2 separate regions of the Triticum aestivum genome follow, and region 1 is linked to region 2. Evidence: chromatin contacts called from public HiCAR-type data. All regions are on one chromosome and are shown on one strand. Each heading gives the region's core, a stretch centred on a gene start, on an enhancer-like site or on the middle of the called end of the contact. The rest is flanking DNA. Distances are from core to core; before and after follow the strand shown. Region 1 holds the start of LOC123141152 (RING-H2 finger protein ATL67). Region 2 holds the start of LOC123141132 (reticulon-like protein B1).

Evidence for each region. HiCAR-type assays count read pairs that join an accessible place to other places.
Region 1: a contact with region 2 is called in a HiCAR-type map of leaf, with 9 times the contacts expected there. The contact joins the promoter of LOC123141152 here to the promoter of LOC123141132 in region 2. A contact is called at or near these places in 1 of 5 Hi-C or Micro-C datasets (leaf) and 1 of 1 datasets of contacts at active chromatin or transcription factors (leaf).

Annotation. Positions count from the first base shown.
Region 1 is chr1B:596,464,541-596,469,126 of IWGSC CS RefSeq v2.1, reverse strand. LOC123141152 (RING-H2 finger protein ATL67) reads right to left here and starts at 2,122. Exons shown (of 1, transcript XM_044560376.1): 1 at 877-2,122. The coding sequence starts at 1,838. The coding sequence ends at 1,227. TRNAD-GUC (transfer RNA aspartic acid (anticodon GUC)) reads right to left here and starts at 2,569; the gene lies at 2,498-2,569.
Region 2 is chr1B:596,113,536-596,117,745 of IWGSC CS RefSeq v2.1, reverse strand. LOC123141132 (reticulon-like protein B1) reads left to right here and starts at 1,365. Exons shown (of 5, transcript XM_044560360.1): 1 at 1,365-1,670; 2 at 2,111-2,291; 3 at 2,453-2,594; 4 at 2,696-2,765; 5 at 2,862-3,351. The coding sequence starts at 1,484. The coding sequence ends at 3,031.

The sequences.
Region 1 (4,586 bases), core at 873-3,372, 350 kb before region 2:
ACAAGAGCTCTATTTATGGCAATCAACTAGACATAATGTGCAACGAAATCAATCAAAAGTATAAACAGAATACAGTGCCACACAAGTAAACTATGCATATTCAGCTAATAATTGGCATCCATTTGATTTAGGATGTCGGTACTAACACTAATTGATCAAGGACTGGAGAAATGGATGCTTTGATTATATGTCAACCCGAATAATAATGGACAAACACGTGTATATGGCTTACATCATGACAGGGCTTCGCACCAACAATCGGTGACACAGCCGCGTGCACGTGCCTCCGATGTGATGATGCAAGCTGACGCGGGACACGTCAATTGGGTCACAAGTAATACCTCGAATAACGACAACAAGACCTCTATTTAAGGTAACCAACATAGAAGCAACGTACGATGAAATTAATCAATCATATTACTGGAATACAGTGGCTCAAAGTAGACGACACATATTCAGAGAAGAATTGTTATCCACTGGATCTAGGATGTCGGCAGTAACATTGATTCGTGAGAGTGAAGAAATCAATGATCTAAATTAATTATCAATCATCCATGAATAAGCCCACTTAGACACAATAATGTCTCGAATAACGACAAGAAGAGCTCTATTTAAGGTAACCAACATATATAGAAGTAGCGTACGATAAAATTAACCAATCATATAACTAAAACACAGTGGCTTAAAGCAAACTACGCATATTCAGAGAATAATTGCTATCAATTTGATCTAGGATGTCGGCCGTTACATTGATTCATGAGACTGAAGAAATCAATGCTCTGAACTATATCAATCATCCAGGAATCAGCCTGTCGCTTAGGCACAATCATACCTCGAACAACGACAACAGGAGCTATAATTAAGATAACCAACACAGAAGTAATGTACCATGAAATTGACCAATCATATAACCGGAATAGCGGTTTGGTAACTAACAATCCACATACAAGTACTGTATGGCAACAGGTAACATCAGTCGATATAAGCTATATTAGAACGGAGGAACAATGTATTTACACAGCTTGTCTGCCAGCCTCGGTCCATCGATCTACTGCAAAACTTCTGCTGTTCTAGCTGAACAATCTGAAGATACTCCTAAGTAACCCCGCAGATTAGCGAAACCTCTCCTGACGATCTCTCTAAGTAATCAAGTCGAATCCCATTCCTGACAAGCAGCAGCGGCGGCGGCAGCAGATGGTGCTAAGAAATGGAGTAAATCTGTCAGGTCACCTGTGGCGGCGGCGGTCGGCGGCGTACTGGGAGAGCGGGACGATCTCGGAGAGCGGGGTGTTGAGCGGGGTGGTGACGGGGGTGGGGATGGGTGAGTTGCGGCAGACGGGGCAGGAGGCGCTGCGGCGCAGCCAGGCGTCGAGGCACATGAGGTGGAAGCGGTGGCGGCACTCGGGCATGATGCGCTGCATCTCCCCGTCGCGGTACTCGCAGAGGCAGATCGAGCAGGCGAGGTCGCCGGCGGCGGCGGCCCGGGAGAAGGGCGCCTTGGGGTAGGAGGCGATCACGGCGGGGTCGAGGCCGACGGGGGTGGACCCGGTGGCGCCCCGCGAGGAGGAGCCCGGCGAGTCGTCCTCGGCGACGAACACGAAGCGCGGCACGGTGATGGAGATGTGGCCCGAGCTGGACGCGGAGGAGGAGGCGGCCCCGTGGCGGCCGGAGTGGTGCTGCTGCTGCTGAGCGCCCTGGTGGTGGTGGTGGGCCGCGGCGCGGCGGCGGCAGCAGAAGTGGTAGGCGAGGAGGATCGCGGCGAGGAGCACGAGGAAGCCGAGCGCGATGGCGATGGCGTAGCCGAGGCCGATGTCGGCGAGCGCGTCGGCGAGGGACATGGCGGCGAGACGGCGGTGGTCGGCGGGGGCGAGACGGTGGGGCGGAATGGCATGGCGAGGTGGGGACGGGCGGGGGGAGGGGGTGGGGTGGGGTGGGGTGGGGGTATTTGTGCGCTGCCTAGGTTTTGCGGGGTGGATGTCGTGGTAGTTGGCGGCATTAATTGCCGGGGATGAGGGAGGAGGGGAGCGGAGTTATGGCGCGGGACGCACGGACGGACGCGCTTGCCCTGCCCTGCCCTGCCGATGCCGTGCTCCCCTCCTCCTCTCTGCTCTGCCGTCGCTGCCCAGCCGGTGTGAAATTGGGGGAGAGGGCGGGGAGGAACGCGTGCGTGAGGTCCCCGGGGGAGCAGCGGGCCATGGTGGGCCGTCGTCGGCCCGGCGGTGTGAAACGGGAGGAGGCGCTGGCTGGTGGGCTAGACGATCCTGTTCTTGTTGACTGGCGGACACACACACACAACAGTAGCTGGTGTGCAGGCCTACGAGCCGGGTACGAGATGGGGACAGTGCGTACGGGATCGCGTTGTTCCAAAAAAACAAAACGTACGAGATGGTTGGGGCATTCGAGGAGTTGACGATGGTGTTCTTCGAAGCAGCGGAACGCGGAACAGAGGGTTCTCGGTAGCAGGGTAGCAGGCCCACGACACCAAAAAAAGAAAATGCGCCGTTGCCGGGGATCGAACCCGGGTCACCCGCGTGACAGGCGGGAATACTTACCACTATACTACAACGACTTGTTGTTTGTGTTTTGGTTTGTTTTAAAATTGATGTGACATGGGCGTGGAGAATGGCGACCCAGTGCCGGGCTCAATGGTAGAGCGTTCGAATAAGACGGGAAATTCAGATGGGACGTTCAGCTTGCTGATTTCGGAAGAGCGAGGGAGAGAGAGAGCTGAGTTGTGAGCAAATCCTGAGGACGGATAAATTCACTTTAGAGCAGACTGTGTGATGTAAAGGCCGGGGCCAGCCCCCATTTTCAAGGAAAAACAAAAGAGCAGACTATGTGTACAGCATGGAGCATGTTCAGTGCAGATGCGTGGAGAATATGGTTTACAGGTGGAACGAATTCTCTTTCGCAAAAAAAAAAGTGGAAGGGAAGCTATCTAGGCATTGACCAAAAGGAAATCTTTCGGGTTTCGGAACAAAATGTAATGGAATGTCATGGTTCTATGTCACAGGAATGGGACAGTTGTCTTTGTGCTTAGTACTAATAATTCAAAGGAATGGATTTGTTTATCTCAACTAGAATTGGTTTGGATTTGAGTAAAAAAAGTCCCGCTTCAGTACAACCCACTAATTTTTATTTTCGAAAAGGGGGTTCGCCCCGGCCTCTGCATCATAACAATGCATACAACCATGTTATTGATAACCAAAAAGGTCCAACGAGGGTTCGCCCCGGCCTCTGCATCATAACAATGCATACAACCATGTTATTGATAGCCAAAAAGGTCCAACGGGGGTTCGCCCCGGCCTCTGCATCATAACAATGCATACAACCATGTTATTGATAACCAAAAAGGTCCAACATAAGTCTTAAGGTCCCAAACAAGAATGAAAAAAGAAGAAAGCTCATAAAGAGCCCGAAAGCAAATAAAAGGATAGCCGCAACCGGCCGGCAAAATTAAAGATAGGAAACTAAACCCCTATCCTATTACATGACCGCCATCCAAACCGGTTGAAGATATCCCGTGCTACGGTCTCCCATTGGATAGATTCAGTAACCAAGTGCTCCCTGGCCTCCATCGGAGTGAGTAGAGACCACATACGGATGAGTGTAGTGGCCCTGAAAATAACCTGCAAGACATGAATATTTGTTATTCTGTTAAAGACCAAGTCGTTCTGCAGTTCCAAACTGCCCATAATAAAGCACAAACTCCTACATGGATGTGTCTCGCTGTTTCTGCATCGATCCCATCTAGCCACGTCCCAAATAACGTGTTGATGGAATTCGGAGAAGTAATATTAAAAGCTATGTGGACCGACCTCCACAAATTTTTTGCCAAAGGGCAGTCAAGAAAGAGGTGTTTGATCGATTCATCACTATCACAAAAACTACATCGTTTAGATCCAGTCCAGTTGCGCTTCACCAAATTGTCCTTAGTTAGGATAACTTGTTTGTGGACAAACCACATGAATACTTTGATTTTTAAAGGCACTTTGACTTTCCAAACATGTTTCGAACTAGGAAGAACGCTAGTATTGATAATATCCAAATACATGGATTTAACCGAAAACTCACCACTCTTAGTTAATTTCCAGCACAATTGATCGGGATGTTGAGAGAGGTGTACATCCGTCAATCTTCTAACCAGATGGAGCCATGCTTCCCAATGTTTTCCCGCTCGCGTCCTCCTGAATTGAGTATTCAGAGGATTGGACTGTAGTACTGTTGCAACGTAAGTGTCTCTTCGCTGAACAATATTATAGAGAAAAGGATATTGGATCGCAAGGGGCGTCTCCCCTTGCCATGTATCCTCCCAGAATCTTGTAGAAGTACCATTTCCAACCACAATTTTTGTCCTGTTAAAAAATACTGATTTCACTCTCATCAATCCCTTCCAAAAGGGCGAATCGGCCGGTCTTACCGTCACCTGGGACAAGGTTTTTGGACTGAAGGTACTTATTACGAAGAATTTGGGCCAAAGTGGCATCCGTCTCTACAAATAGCTTATACATCCACTTGCTGAGAAGACATTTGTTCTTCACCTCTAGATTTTCAATACCAAGACCCCCTTGATCTTTCGGCCTACA
Region 2 (4,210 bases), core at 116-2,615:
GGTAAGTAATTAAAGTGAAATTGATTCAGAAGGTAAGTAAATTAAAGTGATTGATTATCATATACATGGAAAGTTGGACGAAGGGGTGATGGGAAGAAGGGTAAAATGAGAATGTTACATTATTTTTAAGTAGTATAAGATATAAGATATAAGAGATAAGAGATAGAGATATTCCTCTTTGAAATGAGTGAAATCAAAAAGTGAAAATAGTTTTTTGAAATGAGTGAAACTTTTTTATATGAGCAAAGTAATAAAGATGACTCTTTTGAAACAGTCAAAAACACTGTTATGAAATAGTGGGAAAATGTAAATATCATTTTTTGAAAGAGTGGAACAATGTAATATTTACGAAATTAGCAAAATCTGTATTTTCAAATGAGTGAATCGGTTACTTCAAATGAGTGTTTTTTTTTGTTTAGTGGAATCAACTTTTAAAAATGAGTGAAATTATTTAGTGAAATCTTTTTCCAACAACTGAAACTGTAAAATGATAGAAACAATAAGTTCAAACTAGTCAAAATGCATCTAGCATCGGTCTTGCTTTGAAGATTTTGTCCCCCTGAATTCAAGTATGTAAACAAAGCTTGGCGAACGAAATATTGGTTCGGAAGTTCCGAGCAATTCAAAATGTCACGGCGAGAATAAAATGCAAGTCTTTTGTTTAGAGAGTCTTTGTGTGCATGTCAGTGCGTTTTGTATGTGTACCTCCACTCCTCTAGGCTCCGGCTCTAGAGCTATCTATATATGCTCAGCTGTTAATTCCGCCATGTCAAAGCTCGAGATCACGATGCTTGCAAACGATCTTGACGTGCTGCTCACGACGCTGAACCGCCCGAAAAACTCGCAAAAAGAATTATCCGGACAAAATTTCAAAGACTTTCGTTTTCGGCAACTGTGCCCTCCGGCCCATAAAAATGACGGGACCGAACCGAGCCGGCGTCCATCCAGAAGGTTCCAGCCTGCACGAGCCGCGACCCCGTCCCCGCCGACGGATGCCAGGGCCCCGCCACGCGTCGCCCACACACCATCGGCTCCCCATCCCTCCTCGCGATCTCCACCCGTCCGTCCCATTCATTATCATCACCCCGGCCCCCACCTGCGTGGGCCCCACGGCAGGAATGACTCCTCCACCATCCCTGTCGCGGCCGTTGCTGCCGAGAAGTACTCGCCCCGTGCACCCACCCCGTCTCCCCACACTCACTGCCCGGTAGGCCCCACGCCCCCGACTCCCGGGGCCGGACCCACGCGAGCAGGAGGCGGCCCCGCGCGGGCGTTTTCCCTGAGCCGTCCGTGCCGAGATGGACGGCTGGGGGGCGCGTCACGCGGGGCACAAAACACGCGGCCCCGAAGCACGGGAAAGGAAAGGAGAGAGGGATTGAGATTCCAGCGGCGACGGCAGGCAGGCAGGCAGAAAAGGCGTTGCCAAACAGAAGCGTCGCGTTGGGGAGAGAGGGGGAGCGGCGGGCGAGCGAGCGAAGCATCCATGGCGGAGCACAAGGAGGAGTCGGTGATGGACAAGATCACGGAGAAGTTCCACGGCGGGTCCTCGTCCTCCTCGTCGTCCGACGACGACGAGAGGAAGTCGGGGTCGTCGTCGTCCGTCAAGGCCAAGATCTACCGCCTCTTCGGCCGCGAGAAGCCCGTCCACTCCGTCCTCGGCGGCGGCAAGCGTGAGTCCCCCCCTCCCCCCGCTCGCGCGCTTCGCTTCCGCCGCGTGGTTTCGTAGATCCGGCCGCACCGGGGTCTCGCGCTCCCGCGGGGCTTGCCCGGGCGCTCAAGAGGAAACCTGCGGTTGCTCTGGTCTCTCTGGAAAATTTCGTGTCCGTCGAGATAGGTCTCGCTGATTGCTAGTGTGCGTAGGAAGCGTCCCGATCTGCGATTTTCCGAGCCCAGGTTCCGCGGCATTGCCCGTCCGCAGGGTGTGAATAGGGTAGCATACATCAGATTAGTACTATTTGTGATTGAAGTGATTGTGCGATTCTGCTGCTCTGCTCTGCTGCATCCTAGTACTAGCTTAAACCCTGAGATGCTCTGTTTGTTTTCTAGGAGTTGATAGATTGCTTGTTGGTCTGGGCTTCTGATGTGCTGTGCTTATGTGTTATTTTTGCAGCTGCCGACCTCTTCCTGTGGAGGAACAAGAAGATCTCCGGTGGGGTGCTCGCGGGCGCCACCGCCATCTGGCTGCTGTTTGAGGTCCTGGAGTACCATCTCCTCACCCTCCTCTGCCACGGCTTCATCCTCACCCTGGGCATCCTCTTCCTCTGGTCCAACGCCTCTGCCTTCGTCAACAAGTGAGCTTCACTAAATTTCCCTTGTTATTTGCACCCAGATCAGTTATAGGATGACAATGCCTGGTTAACCTGGATCAATGCTGTGTAATCACAATGATCCTAACAGTTTTAGCAATTGCTCTAGTTTTTGGTTGTAAACAACTGCTTGCAATTGTTTTCAGGTGCCCTCCCAACATTCCAGAGGTGAAGATCCCCGAGGACCTGGCTGTCAATGTTGCCCGCTCGCTGCGATACGAGATCAACAGGGGCTTTGCTAGCCTGAGGGCGATTGGTCAAGGCCGTGACCTGAAGAAATTCCTGATTGTACGTTGATTGGTTGTGTGATTTAGTTTCCTTTAGCCTTCACTGCTTAAACCCTGTTTATGTTATCAGTCGCTTATATTGTGTCGTCTCTTTGTTCTCAGGTGGTTGCAGGCCTGTGGATCCTCTCTTTCCTTGGCAGCTGCTGCAATTTCCTGACCTTGTTCTACATAGGTAAATGTGGTTTCTTGCTACAGTCTGTTTGTTACTTACATATGTGCAATAAGCTTGCGTAGCATTGTTTCACTGATCATGCCTTCTTGTTTGCAGTCTTCATGGTGCTTTACACCGTGCCTGTTCTGTACGAGAAGTATGAGGACAAGATCGATGCTTTTGGAGAGAAGGCCATGGTCGAGCTGAAGAAGTACTACGCCATCTTCGATGAGAAGTGCCTGTCCAAGATTCCCAAGGGTCCGTCCAAGGATAAGAAGCAGCATTAGAACGGTAGAGAGTACCCTGCGCAGATTTACTTTCAAAGTTGATCACTACTCGTCGGTTTTCAAGGATGGTTGTGATTCCATGTCCGTAGCTGATAGTAGATACCACTATCTGGTCAAAACCCTGGCACGGTCAGTAGTCATGACGTGCAACTTCTACGAACTTAAAAGTCATGCCAGCTTTTGCTCAATATCCTGTTTCCAATTCTATGTTCAACGTAGCATCCTCACTTGCAAGTCGTGTTGGTGTAATATGGCAGTGATGTTTGCGACTTTAGTAGACTTGCTATAATGAATGAAGTGGCTCTTTTGGTGTTATGTCATTCCTTGGGTTCATATACACAATGAAGTGGCTCTTTTGGGTGTTCTGTAATTCGTGGGGTTTATATCGTTTGTTGGTGTCGATATGCCTATGCATCCTGGAGGCTTCAGTTGATTCGGATGAATGTATTGTCTATCATGTTTGTGTGCTGAAGCGTCTAGTTAGATTTGTCGGATCACTTGTGGCTTGTGTATGTATAAACCACCTTGAATTTCAACGCTCTCTCTTGGGTATTGAGCCTTTGATTGAGAAGTAAATACAGCATTAACATCTTGGAAATTACTCCCTCCTTTCTTAGATTTGCCTAAATACGGATGTTCAAGTCACGTTTTAGTATTAGATACGCCCTCCGTTCTTTAAAGAATGTACTTTCAACTTTGTTGGTGGGTTACGAGGCTGTTTTCCTCTTGTACGTGGCGGCTGCAACCCTAGCTGCCGCCAGAGGCCGATTTTCAACGCCGTTCTCCGGCGGCTCCCCTCCGCCGTCGACCTCGGTCGTCGGTGGTGAGGGGGGTCGCCGGATCCACGCGTGTGGATCATTTTTACTCTTTCATAGTCTAGGTTTTTAGGTTGTTCATCGTCTTTGCTTCGCCGGCGACGATGACGACGCTGAATAAATATTCTTCAGATCCTTTCCTGACGAGGCCATCGGTCCTATGGTTGGGGATGGATCTAGAAATTAGTCTGTTCAAGCAAGGATGGCGTGGCGGCGGCGGCATCCTCGTGGTGGACCTGTGTCCTCGGGCTCCGTCGTTGCGACGACGTTTGCTCCAGCGTCGGCGTGGAGCTTGGGAGGTAGTCCAGGAGCGGATGCAGATTGTGGTATGCATCGACGACATCTGGAAGACAGAACGTGTGCT